Linked DNA regions of Rattus norvegicus: region 1 is linked to region 2. Evidence: chromatin contacts called from public Hi-C data. All regions are on one chromosome and are shown on one strand. Each heading gives the region's core, a stretch centred on a gene start, on an enhancer-like site or on the middle of the called end of the contact. The rest is flanking DNA. Distances are from core to core; before and after follow the strand shown. Region 1 has its middle 21 kb from the start of Tpt1. Region 2 holds the start of Slc25a30 (solute carrier family 25, member 30).

Region 1 (5,420 bases), core at 1,412-3,911, 36 kb before region 2:
TCATAATTATTAGGTCTTTGAACTTTAGGAAGTTACAACAGAAATACAGTGCCAGAGTCTATAAAATCTTCCTACACAGGCTACCGGTTTGATCTTCCTCTCTACTAGGGAAGATGTGGAATGGGTCAGGAGGTTAAGAGGTCACTATGATGTTGCTTGCTTAGAAAAGGGTCACACTTATTCTGGGAAGAACTGGGTCTAACCCAAGCCTTTGACTCTGATTTTATCCCTCTGCAATTTTAACTGGAATATGGAGCTTGGACTGTCACTCCCATGAGCAGAGACAGGGATTGAATCTTTAGGCTGTGTTTCATTCAGAGAGCCAGGAAGAGAAGAGGGCAGTGGGTTAATCTCCCCCAACCCGTGTGTGTGCCTGTGTGTGTGTGTGTAGATGTCAGAGGTCTTCTTGGCTTGCTTTCTACCTCATTTTTAGATTGTATTTTATGTATGACTGCTTTCCCTGTATATTTGTGCACCACATGCATGCCTGCTGCCCATGCAGATGAGAAGAGGGCAGGATACCTTGAAACTGGAGTTAGAGATGGCTGTGAACTACCATGTGGGTGCAGGGAACCGAACCAAGTCCCCTAAGAACAAAATAAAACCCCTAAATTTGAAAATTACTCTTAACCACTGAGACATCTCTTTCCTTCATCTATGTATCTATGTATCTATCTATGTATCTATCTATGTATCTATCTATGTATCTATGTATGTATGTATGTATGTATGTATCTATCTATCTATCTATCTATCTATCTATCTATCTATCTATCTATCTATCTATCTGTCTTTGAGAACTCACTGAACCTGTAGCTCACCAATTGACTAGATAAGCTGGCCAGCAAACTCCAGCTCCTCCTGCCCCTGCCTCCTGGCACTGGGGTTATAGATGCACAGTGCTGTGCCCAGCTGGGGGTTTGTACTTAGGCACTGATGCATATGTGGCAAACACTTTCCCCCTTGAGCCTGAAATGAACTTCTTTACAAAACAACCTGCCAACCAGCAGACTTTATGTGTGTGTGTATGTGTGCATGTGTCTGTGTGAGCATGTATCTATGTGTGTGTGCACATGAGTGTGCTGGTGTGTGTGTGTGTGCATGTATCTCTGTGAGTGTGTATCTCTGTATGTACATATGTGCATGTATCTGTGTGGGTGTGTATCTGTGTGCATGGGTGTACATGTGTGTACCTGTATGTGTCTGTGTGGTGGGTGGACAACAATGGATGACATTGTGAGTCACTTCAGAGGTCAGTCTTGCCCTTCCATTCGGGTAGTCCATCACATTTTGAGACTTGTGGTGTTTCTCTTCATACATCTCTTGCACACTTCATTAATTCTCTGGATATTTGGACTTACAGACTTCTTGCCGTGTCTTGGTTTTGTCTAGAAATATGAGCCCCATATTCCTCCTCTGGGCTAGGGTAAGAGTGACTTGGGGCCAGGTCTTTAATCACAGCACTTTAGAGGCTGAGGCAGGTGGATCTCTGTGAGTTTGAAGCCATCCTGGTCTGTGTATTAAGTGAGTTCCAAATAGCTAGGGCTATGTAGAGAGATGCTGTCTCAAAAAAAGATAAAAGAAAGAAAAAAAAAGAGAGGGAAAAGATATGAACTTGGAACACATGAACCATTAAGCCAGTATTGAGCTGCTAAGGAAAGTTTCCACTCTAAAACAATTAATTATTCGTTATGTCCATAGAATTTTGCCTGCATGTATGTCTGTGTACCAACCACATGCATATCTGGTACCCGTGGAGGCCAGAAGAGGGTGCTGGACCTTCTGGGACTGGAATTACAAATAACTGTGCTCTCATGTGGGTCCTTTGGGAGAGAATTTAGTTTGTCTGTCTGTGAGTGATGCTCTGGCACTAGTACAACTCTGTTCAAATTTCAAAGTTCTCTTAATATTGATCAGCTGCTGGCGGTATAAGCAAAAAGTGGCTTAAAACAAAAGGCTTGTGTTTAGTGGAATAATCACCCGTGTCTATATTACGTAGGAATCAAAAGCAATAGTTTCCCTCCATCTGTGGGAATTAGGGTTGCTCAGCGGCAGATCTCGAAGAGCCTCCAGTCTACTTCTGGCCACCCCACAAATCTATTGTCTTCCCCAAAGGGAAGCAAAAACTGCAGTCTCACCCAGCCTAGAATTCCACAAAATCCCAGGAGTTACAGAATGTTACATTCCAGTAAGACAACAAGGCTTCAGTGACCTCCAATAAAAATGATCTTGTATAAGCAAGAAAAGATGCGGCTGAAAATACATGAGAAGCAAAAAGGTCTGTTACCCCGGTAACTGTTGTTTGGATGGAAAATTATCTGCTTCCTTAAAGAGCTGGGAGAGTTAGAAACAGTGTGTGTGTGTGTGTGTGTGTGTGTGTGTCTGTCTGTCTGTCTGTCTGTGTGTCTGTGTGTCTGTCTATCTGTGTCTATGTAGCCCCGACTGTCCTGGAACTCACCAGGCTGGCCCTGAACTTAGAGATCTGACTCTGCCCCTCTGCCGCCCAAGTTCTTGGATGCACTATAACCACTCCATCTCAGAACAGCGTTTGAAAACCAGAAGCCAAACCAGCTTTAACCTGAGAACCTAACCAGACAGAACAGCATCTCAATTAGTTGCAAGAAAGTGACAGAGCCAGGGCCGGGAGAGGGAAGTCCACAGTACATCCACGTGACTTCCCCACAATGCAAGGGAAGACTCTTGGCAGCACTTGGACATCTCCTAAGCCTGTGGCCCTCGGTAAGGCAGCCATTGTGATTCTTCATTAATTACAGCCTACCGGGGAGTCCCCACCTGTCCTGGCAGAGCGCCTGGAATGTCACAGGACTACTGGAAATCAAATCATGTGTGTCACTACTACAACAGCCAATGAACGCAGGCGGCCCTTTTGCATTTATTCATCAACGGCTAAACAAATCCCGGCGGTCCATTTATCTCCCGACAGTACGCTTATCTGCTTTGTGGTTCCAGAGGTATGGTAGTCTCGAATGCTGGAGCAGAGGTAGCAGGGAGCAGGCTGATGGAGCAGCAGGAAGGAGCTTCCATCTCAAACAGGAAACAGGGTGGAGCTCACATCTCAAACAGGAAGCAGAGGGTGCCCATTGGAAGTGTTGCGTGGCTTTTGAAACCTCAAAGCCCACCCCCAATGACATACTTCTTTTTTTTTCCGGAGCTGGGGACCGAACCCAGGGCCTTGCACTTCCTAGGCAAGCGCTCTACCACTGAGCTAAATCCCCAACCCCATGACATACTTCTTTAGCAAGGCCACACCTCCTCTGCCCACCCAAACAGTGTCACTGCCTGGGAGTATTCAGATGCCTGGTAACACAGGGCAGATCTCATTCAAACCACCATCATGGTAGAGGGGGGTGGGTGTAGGTGTTAGAAAAAGGACCCAATGGGCACCAGAAGTGAAAAAACATCTGGAGACATTCTAGAAGAGCTGATATTTGGAGAAGGGGTGAGAGCCCCCCTGTTTTTAAGATCAAAAGGGGCATATGACCGATGCGGTTGCTGGGAGTATTGGTAATATGAAAAGAGTTGAGGGGGTTGGGGATTTAGCTCAGTGGCAGAGCGCTTGCCTAGCAAGCACAAGACCCTGGGTTCAGTCCCCAGCTCCGGAAAAAAAAAAAAAAAAAAGAGTTGAAAATGATGGTGGTAAAGGTCCCCAGTTTGCTGGAAGGTGAGTGAAGATGCAGGAAGTGAGGTAGCATCAGGTAAAGCACACTATGGCACAGCCTGGGGTTACGGTGACTTGTTCTTAAAGGGTCAAGTTTGTTCCTTGGTGAGTCTGTGTTAAGAGCACGGTGGAGTGGGGATGGGTGAGTGGGAGGGGGAGAACCTTTGTGGAGGTGGGGGGAGGGGAATGGGATGGGGGCTTCTGGGAGGAGAGGCTAGCAAGGGGGTTAGCATTTGAGATGTAGACACATAGAATATCCAATAAAAGAAAAAAAGGAAGAAGAGGGGAGAGAAGTGGTAGATCCTTTAGGAGGTGGGACAAAGAAGCCATTAAGTCGCAAAGCATCACCTGGGGAGGGGATCAAGGTAGCTTCTGTGGGACCCAGAGTTAGTTCTTAGAAGTGTTTTTTTGTTTTTTTGTTTTTTCTTTTTTTCTTTTTCTTTCTTTTTTTTTTTTTTTTTTTCGGAGCTGGGGACCGAACCCAGGGCCTTGCACTTGCTAGGCAAGCGCTCTACCACTGAGCTAAATCCCCAACCCCTAGAAGTGTTTTTATAAAAACAAGACTAGTTAGGGTTGGGGTGGCGAACACCTTTAATTTCAGTACTTGGGAGGAAGAGAAAAGCAGATCTCCATGAGTTAGGGGGAGTCTGGTCCACAGAACAATTTCTAGGACAACCAGGGCCACACGGTATCAAACAAACAAACAAGCAAGAAAGAAAGAGCATGACGGGACCCTCCCTTTTCTCTGGCTTCCCATCTCTCCATGGGAGAGATGTTCCACATCCGGTGGGCCTTCATTAGACTCAGACTCCTGATCCGTGCACCTGCACCCCCAGGGCTCTGAGTGAAATGACCCTCATTTTAAAGCTAAGTTTCTAGGGCTGGAGATGTGGCTCAGTGGTGGAGGGGTTCCTAGGTTGTGGGTTCAGCCCTCAGTGTGTGATGAGGCCATGCTGGTTACAAATCGTCCCTCCCAGCCAAGTTTCTGGGTGCTTGCGACTGGAAAATGGTGTGAAATGACAAAAGAAGTTGGAAACAAAGTGTTTTTTAATTGAGAAAGAAGGAAGCAGAAAAAGCAAATGTTATCATCTATTAGGTTTCTTAAAGAGGTTTAGGGCTGAGACTGTAGCTCGGATAGTAGGATGTTTGCCCAAGGGCACTGAAAGACCATTGGGGTGGGGAAGACCCCCACTCAAATCTTGAGATGACGCAACCCCCAAGAACTCACGAGAAACCAGTCTTGATGTAATAAACAAGAGGTGTGGTGTATTTGAGGAACCAGAGCTCTGGGGACAACACGTATCTCACACAGGAGACAGAGGAGTCGACCCCGAGCCCAATTAGGGGAAGGGATTTATAGGGAAAATTACATAGGTAGTTGGCAACAGTCACACAAAGCAATTTCATTGGTTTGTAACTTGGGCTCAGTTCAACTCTAGGCCGCCCTGCTTCTGGGGCAAGCTGACCCTAATTCTCGATTCTCTCAGGACTGTTGAGTCAGGCCTTATCGAGGCCAGATGGTTTGTGGTACCTCTATAGTCAGGCTACATCCCCAAAATATGTTATGTTGTTCTTTGCTGTGAGGTGCACTTGTCCTCACAGCAGGGTCAGTGGGGGATAGTTTAAAATCTTTATTCTTTCAGGCACCAGGGTTCATCCTCTGTACATGGCAGCCTGAACTGCCTGAAACCTTGTCTCAAAATCATTTCTTTTTTAAGTGAGCGAGGGAAGACTGTATCCC
Region 2 (5,841 bases), core at 2,063-4,562:
AGCGCTCTACCACTGAGCTAAATCCCCAACCCCCAGTCAGTGCTCTTAACTGCTGAGCCATCTCTCCAGCCCCCAGGCAAAGCATTTATACACATAGAATAAAATAGCAAACAAACTGATTCCATAAACCATATGGAAAAGCCTGCTATATGGCTCAGTGGGTAAAGGCACTTGGTGTCAAGCCTGCTGACATAAGTTCGAATCCTACTGCCAACTATGGAAGGAGAGAACTGACTCACCAAGTTTTCCTGTGGGGGATACACATACACACACACACACACACACACACACACACACACACACACACACCATAAGTGAATGTTTAAAAAGGTTTTAAAAAGAAAAACATATTAATTCAAGAACTTTGGAGCACTGCACATTACTTGTATCATCTTTAAAAGATTGTAACGATTAAAACAATTTCAAAGAAGTTGCAAATCTAGAATCTAGAGAGTTTGTTGTTAGTGGTGCTACATATATGTCTCAGCTCTGCTGTTTCTTTTTTTTTTTTTTTTTTTTTTTGGTTCTTTTTTTTGGAGCTGGGGACCGAACCCAGGGCCTTGCGCTTCCTAAGCAAGCGCTCTACCACTGAGCTAAATCCCCAACCCCAAAAATGTGTAGCCCAGGCTGGCCTCGAACTCGTGATCCTCCTGCCTCTGCCTCCTTCAGCAAATCCTACCGGTGTGCGCCACCACAACCGGCTTCTTTTTTTTTTAAAGTATTATTTATCAATGCAACATTTTTTAAAAGATTTATTTATTGTATATGAGTACACTGTAGCTGTCTTCAGACACACCAGAAGAGGGCATCGAATCTCATTACAGATGGTTGTGAGCCACCATGTGGTTGCTGGGATTTGAACTCAGGACCTCAGGAAGAACAGTCGGTGCTCTTAACCACTGAGCCATCTCTCCAGCCCAGCTCTGCTGTTTCTGAGACGGACGAATGGGGCAGTTTTGCCTCAGAGCAGACGGAGCTCAGAGCAAGGTCACTGTTGCTGCGTCCAGCAGGACCGTTATCTTGACAGAAAGAGTTAGTCATAGCAAGCGTCAGTTGCAAACTGTGGATGTCAATTAGGACTGGTGATTGTGCTGAGCTGATTCAGGCAAGGCCATTGCTACTTCAAGGTCAGGTTGTTGCAAACCATGATAAGCCTCAGTTGCAATTATCCCAGTGTGCCTGTGACATTGAACCACAGCCTGCGTAGAACGCCCCATCTCTAGGGTAGGCTGCTTAGAAAGCCACTGTCAAGGTCCATTGTCTCATCTGCCAGGGCTTTTCTGAAGTATACTTTAGTAACTCCACTTTTGCCTTCAGTCTTTGGTGAATTCATTCACAGCCCATGTGTCACTAGCCTGTTAATGCCACTCCTGGCATGAAGTCTTTGTGTAGGGTATAGGACAGAAGAAATAGATAAATGTGTTAATGCTGGTGGAATAAGAGATTTTACTAGTGTCTTAGTCAGGGTTTCTATTCCTGCACAAAACATCATGACCAAGAAGCAAGTCAGGGAGGAAAGGGTTTCTTCAGCTTACACTTCCACATTGCTGTTCATCACCAAAGGAAGTCAGGACTGGAACTCAAGCAGGTCAGGAAGCAGGAGCTGATGCAGAGGCCATGGAGGGATGTTACTTACTGGCTTGCTTCCCCTGGCTTGCTCAGCCTGCTTTCTTATAGAACCTAGGACCACCAGCCCAGGGATGACACCACCCACAATGGGCTGGGTCCTCCCCACTTGATCACTAGTTGAGAGAATGCCTTACATCTTGGTCTCATGAAGGCATTTCCTCAAGGGAAGCTCTTTTCTCTGTAAGAATTTCAGCTTGTGTCAAGTTGACACACAAAACCAACCAGCACAACTAGGTTAGATGAAAGACACAAAGGAAGAGGCTAGAAAGAAGCCTGTGGTAGTTGGGGAGGGTGGTGAGGTGGCTCAGTGGTTAAGAACACTTGTTGCGGGGCTGGGGATTTAGCTCAGTGGTAGAGCGCTTACCTAGGAAGCGCAAGGCCCTGGGTTCGGTCTCCAGCTCCGAAAAAAAGAACCAAAAAAGAACACTTGTTGCTCTTCTGAAGGATTTGGGTTCAGTTCCCAGCACCTACAAAAGCAGCTCATAATCATCTGTACTCCTGTTCTAGGGGATCTGATGCCCTCTTCTGACCTCTGCGGACACCAGACATCCATGTGGTGTCCATAGAGATCATGGAAACACATGCACATGCACACAAAACACTCATAAGTGGAAATAAATAAATCTAAGAACAATTTGAAAACTATCTGTGGTGAGAGGCTTATTGTTTATGAGGTTAACACTGATGGTCAACTTGTCAGATCTATGGGGATACCATATCTAGATTAGGTAATCTCTAGGCATGCCTGTCCAGGATGTTTTTGGGCAGGGAAATTGAAGTGGAAAGACTCACCCTGAATGTGGCCATCACCTTCCATCAGAGCCAGTATACAAGGAGCTCCAAGGGAAAAACCCTTTGCTTGCTTGCTTTAGCCTCTTACTAGTGATCGCCTCTGCCACTGCTTTTAAATTCTTTTGCTGGCACCAGAACCCGGTTTCATTGGCTCTCCAACATGGAGTGAAGGCCAATGGCCCTACAGGGGCCTTTGGCATCAGGTTGGGATGTCCGAGACACCAGGGCTGGTGGACTGGCAGTTGCCAGATTCCTAGCCTTTCCACAGTGCAGGCAGCCATCCTTGGACTGACTATTCAGGCCACAGTATGTAAGGTGGTTAAACAAATCCCCTTTTTATTAAAAGTCATTATATTGGTTTTTTTTCCTAAAGAGAACCCAACTATACTGTCTTATGTTATGTGCTACAATATAACAGGAAACGTGTAGAAGGACGTTATAACAAAACGTTATTGTGAAATGCTAGCTTTGGTCACTCTGGGTTCTCAGTTTTCAGTCATCACATTTCAAATTAGGGTAAAACAGTAAACGCAAGATGATTTCTTTGCGACTGCGGAGGTTCTGGAAGACACAGAGAAGCCCCTCTGGAGAAGAGTCATTCGGCTCTATGGCTTCCCGGTTTCTCCTTCACAGACTGAAGACTGTGGGGAATAGCGAGCAGCCCGCAGCTCGGTTCCCAGCAGTGAACCTGAGAACCCCAGTCTGGCTGCTTCTGGGGCCCGCTCTTCCTGGGTCGGATCGGCAAAGGCCGGAGGCGTGGCCTTGAGGGAGCCGGTGTCGGCAGTGACCAATGAGAATGTGCTGTGGGCGTGTTTGGCCGAGGAGCGGGCGGAGACGTACCCGGCCTGGGGCGCGCCCTCCGCTCGGCGGCCTTTTCTTCCGCTCCCGCACGGAGGTGCTCCCAGGCGGCTGCACTGGCTCGGAGGAGTAGCAGGAGGAGCTCCGCCGCAGGGTGAGTTCCCGGCCGCACTGCTGCCTCATGGACCCAGCCAGAGAACCGCTGCGGCGGGTTTGCTCTGGGCTGAAGTGCCCCAGGGTTCGCGGGCTTCGGGTGGGTACGAGGCTCCGGGGCTCGGGCTCGCTCCGGGATCCGGGCTCGCTCCGGGATTCGGGTGGTTCTGAGGGAGCCGTGGAGGATAGCTGAGGGCCGTCCGGGAGGCTCAAGGATTGAACCTTTTGCTGCGGCACTTCCTCCCACCGGTGTGCGCCCCTCCCATCCGTGGGCAGAGACAGTGCGGCTTCAGCACCCGCGAGCTCAGTACCCGGGATAGGGGCCTTCACCCATTGAATTGCTGATGGAGGGCTGGAGATGCAGCTCAGTGGTTGAGCTATTTAGCGTTTGCAGGGTCCCTGGTTCAATCATCAGCGTAGCTAAACAGACGGATAATAAACAATTTCCATTTTCTTTAAGGCAGGGTCGCGCGCGCGTGCGTACACACACACACACACACACACACACACACACACACACACACGCTCACGCTCGTGGAACAAGTCAGGTTGCTGCTTGCGAGTTCGCAAGAACCTGTCAAATGAATTGCTCTAGAAGTTAACGTGCTAATGCGTTTTAAAGTCTCTCTGGGTGTAATTTCAGGCAAAACACTCGTAATAGTCAGGATTGTTCTTGCCTAAGAATAGCAAAGCAATGCTAGAACGCCCTTGCAGATTCTACATTCGGAGATGTGTTAGTGTAAAGTTGAGATTACATGGATTTAGATCTTAGCATTGTCGATGCCAACTTTTGTAACATGGGCTCAGTTATCTCGTGAAAGAGTGGTACCATTTCTAAAATGTTTTTAAACGCCATATTTCATCCATATGTGCTGAGTTTGTTTTTTTTCTGTACACCTAAAACAAAAGATTTATCCAGTCTTATTTATGTGTCAGTGAGTGAGGTTTATACGCACCACACGTGTGCAAAGTACCCTTGGAAGTCAGAAAGCATCAGATCCTCTGAAACTGGAGTTATAAGCAGGTTCTGAGCCACTTGGTGTGGATACTGGGAATCAAATCCTAGTCCTCTGGAAGAGCAGCCAGTACTCAACTGCTGAGCCATCTCTCGGCCTCTCACTGTGTGCTTTTAGAACAGAATAGGGAATAGGAAAGGCTTATGAGAAGACAGTGTAACTGAGGAGAGATTTATGAGAACACAGAAGGGAGTAGTTTGTGATTACTGTTTAAGACTGTAGACTGGGGGTTGGGGATTTAGCTCAGTGGTAGAGCGCTTGCCTAGCAAGCGCAAGGCCCTGGGTTCAGTCCCCAGCTCCGAAAAAAAGAAAAAAGAAAAAAAAAAAAAAAGACTGTAGACTGGGGCTGGAGAGATGGCTCAGCGGTTAAGAGCACCCGACTACTTGTCCAGAGGTCCTGAGTTCAATTCCCAGCAACCACATGGTGGCTCACAACCATCTGTAAAGAGATCTGATGCCCTCTTCTGGTGTATCTGACGACAGCTACAGTGTACTTATATATAATAAATGAATAAATCTTAAAAAAAAAAAGACTGTAGACTGAAAGAATGGACTAAAATTAAAATGATTTATTAATTATATAAGAGGAACTCGGAAAGCCCTCAGAAATACCAGCAGTACCAATTTAAAAAATGATCATACAAAGCAGCTAGTTTCATCGCATTGACTTCTTTGCTTTTGGTCCTCACCCTACCCACCTGCCCTCAGCTCCCTCCATCCCCCCATCCCTCCATCCACCATCTGCCCTGTTAGAGCCCTTCTGCTTTCTAGACCACCAGTTATTTCCTGTCTCTCTGAAGGTCTTTCCCTCCCTTCTCATGACTCTTCCTTGTAATGTGATCTGTACACATACACTTACAAATACACATATATTTATAAGCATAAAACACGGAATATTTGTCTTTCCGAATCTAACATATTGCTTAATATAGTGACTACCAATTGTATACGTTTCCCCAAAATGCCTTGATTTCATTTTTTTTCTTATGGCTGCATAAAATTCTATTGTATGTGCGGATCACTTATTTTTATTTTTAATTTATTTCTGGTATTTTTGAGACTCACTATGGAGCTAGGTGTTTTTGGGTCTCCCTATGTAGCTTTGGCTAGCCTAGAACTTGATACGTAGACCAGGCTGGCCTTGAACTCACAGGGATCCACATTACCTCTGCCTCCAGATTGCTGGGGCTAAAGGCATGTGTGCCTCTGTGCATTTACCTGCAGTTCCTTAATCCCATCTCATGAGTAGTTGGCAAAGATTCCCTCCCTCCCCCTTCTCTAAGCTGCCTCCTCACTGTTCTCTTTATGCAAAGAGCCTTTTAATTTCCTGTAATCCTATTGGTTTTACTTCCTGTAAGTATTATGCTTTAATGGCCCCTCTTTACAGTTGTACAAATAAGGCAGGTGGAAATAAATGTTCATTAACACATCAGAGATGATATAATAGAATGGG

The links. A called contact is a pair of places that touch in the nucleus more often than the background predicts.
Region 1: a contact with region 2 is called in a Hi-C map of liver, with 2.2 times the contacts expected there. The contact joins the enhancer-like site here to the promoter of Slc25a30 in region 2. A contact is called at or near these places in 11 of 12 Hi-C or Micro-C datasets (the A7r5 cell line, Schwann cells, frontal cortex and 6 more).

Annotation. Positions count from the first base shown.
Region 1 is chr15:57,542,037-57,547,456 of GRCr8, reverse strand. No RefSeq gene overlaps it. Among named protein-coding and RNA genes, the nearest start is that of Tpt1, 21 kb to the left of the region's middle. Within about 2 kb of position 2,661, at least 2 of the 93 cell types and tissues checked have an H3K27ac peak or open chromatin away from gene starts, as enhancers often do. A contact at or near this core is called in liver, where this site is marked.
Region 2 is chr15:57,506,432-57,512,272 of GRCr8, reverse strand. Slc25a30 (solute carrier family 25, member 30) reads left to right here and starts at 3,312. Exons shown (of 10, transcript NM_001013187.2): 1 at 3,312-3,373.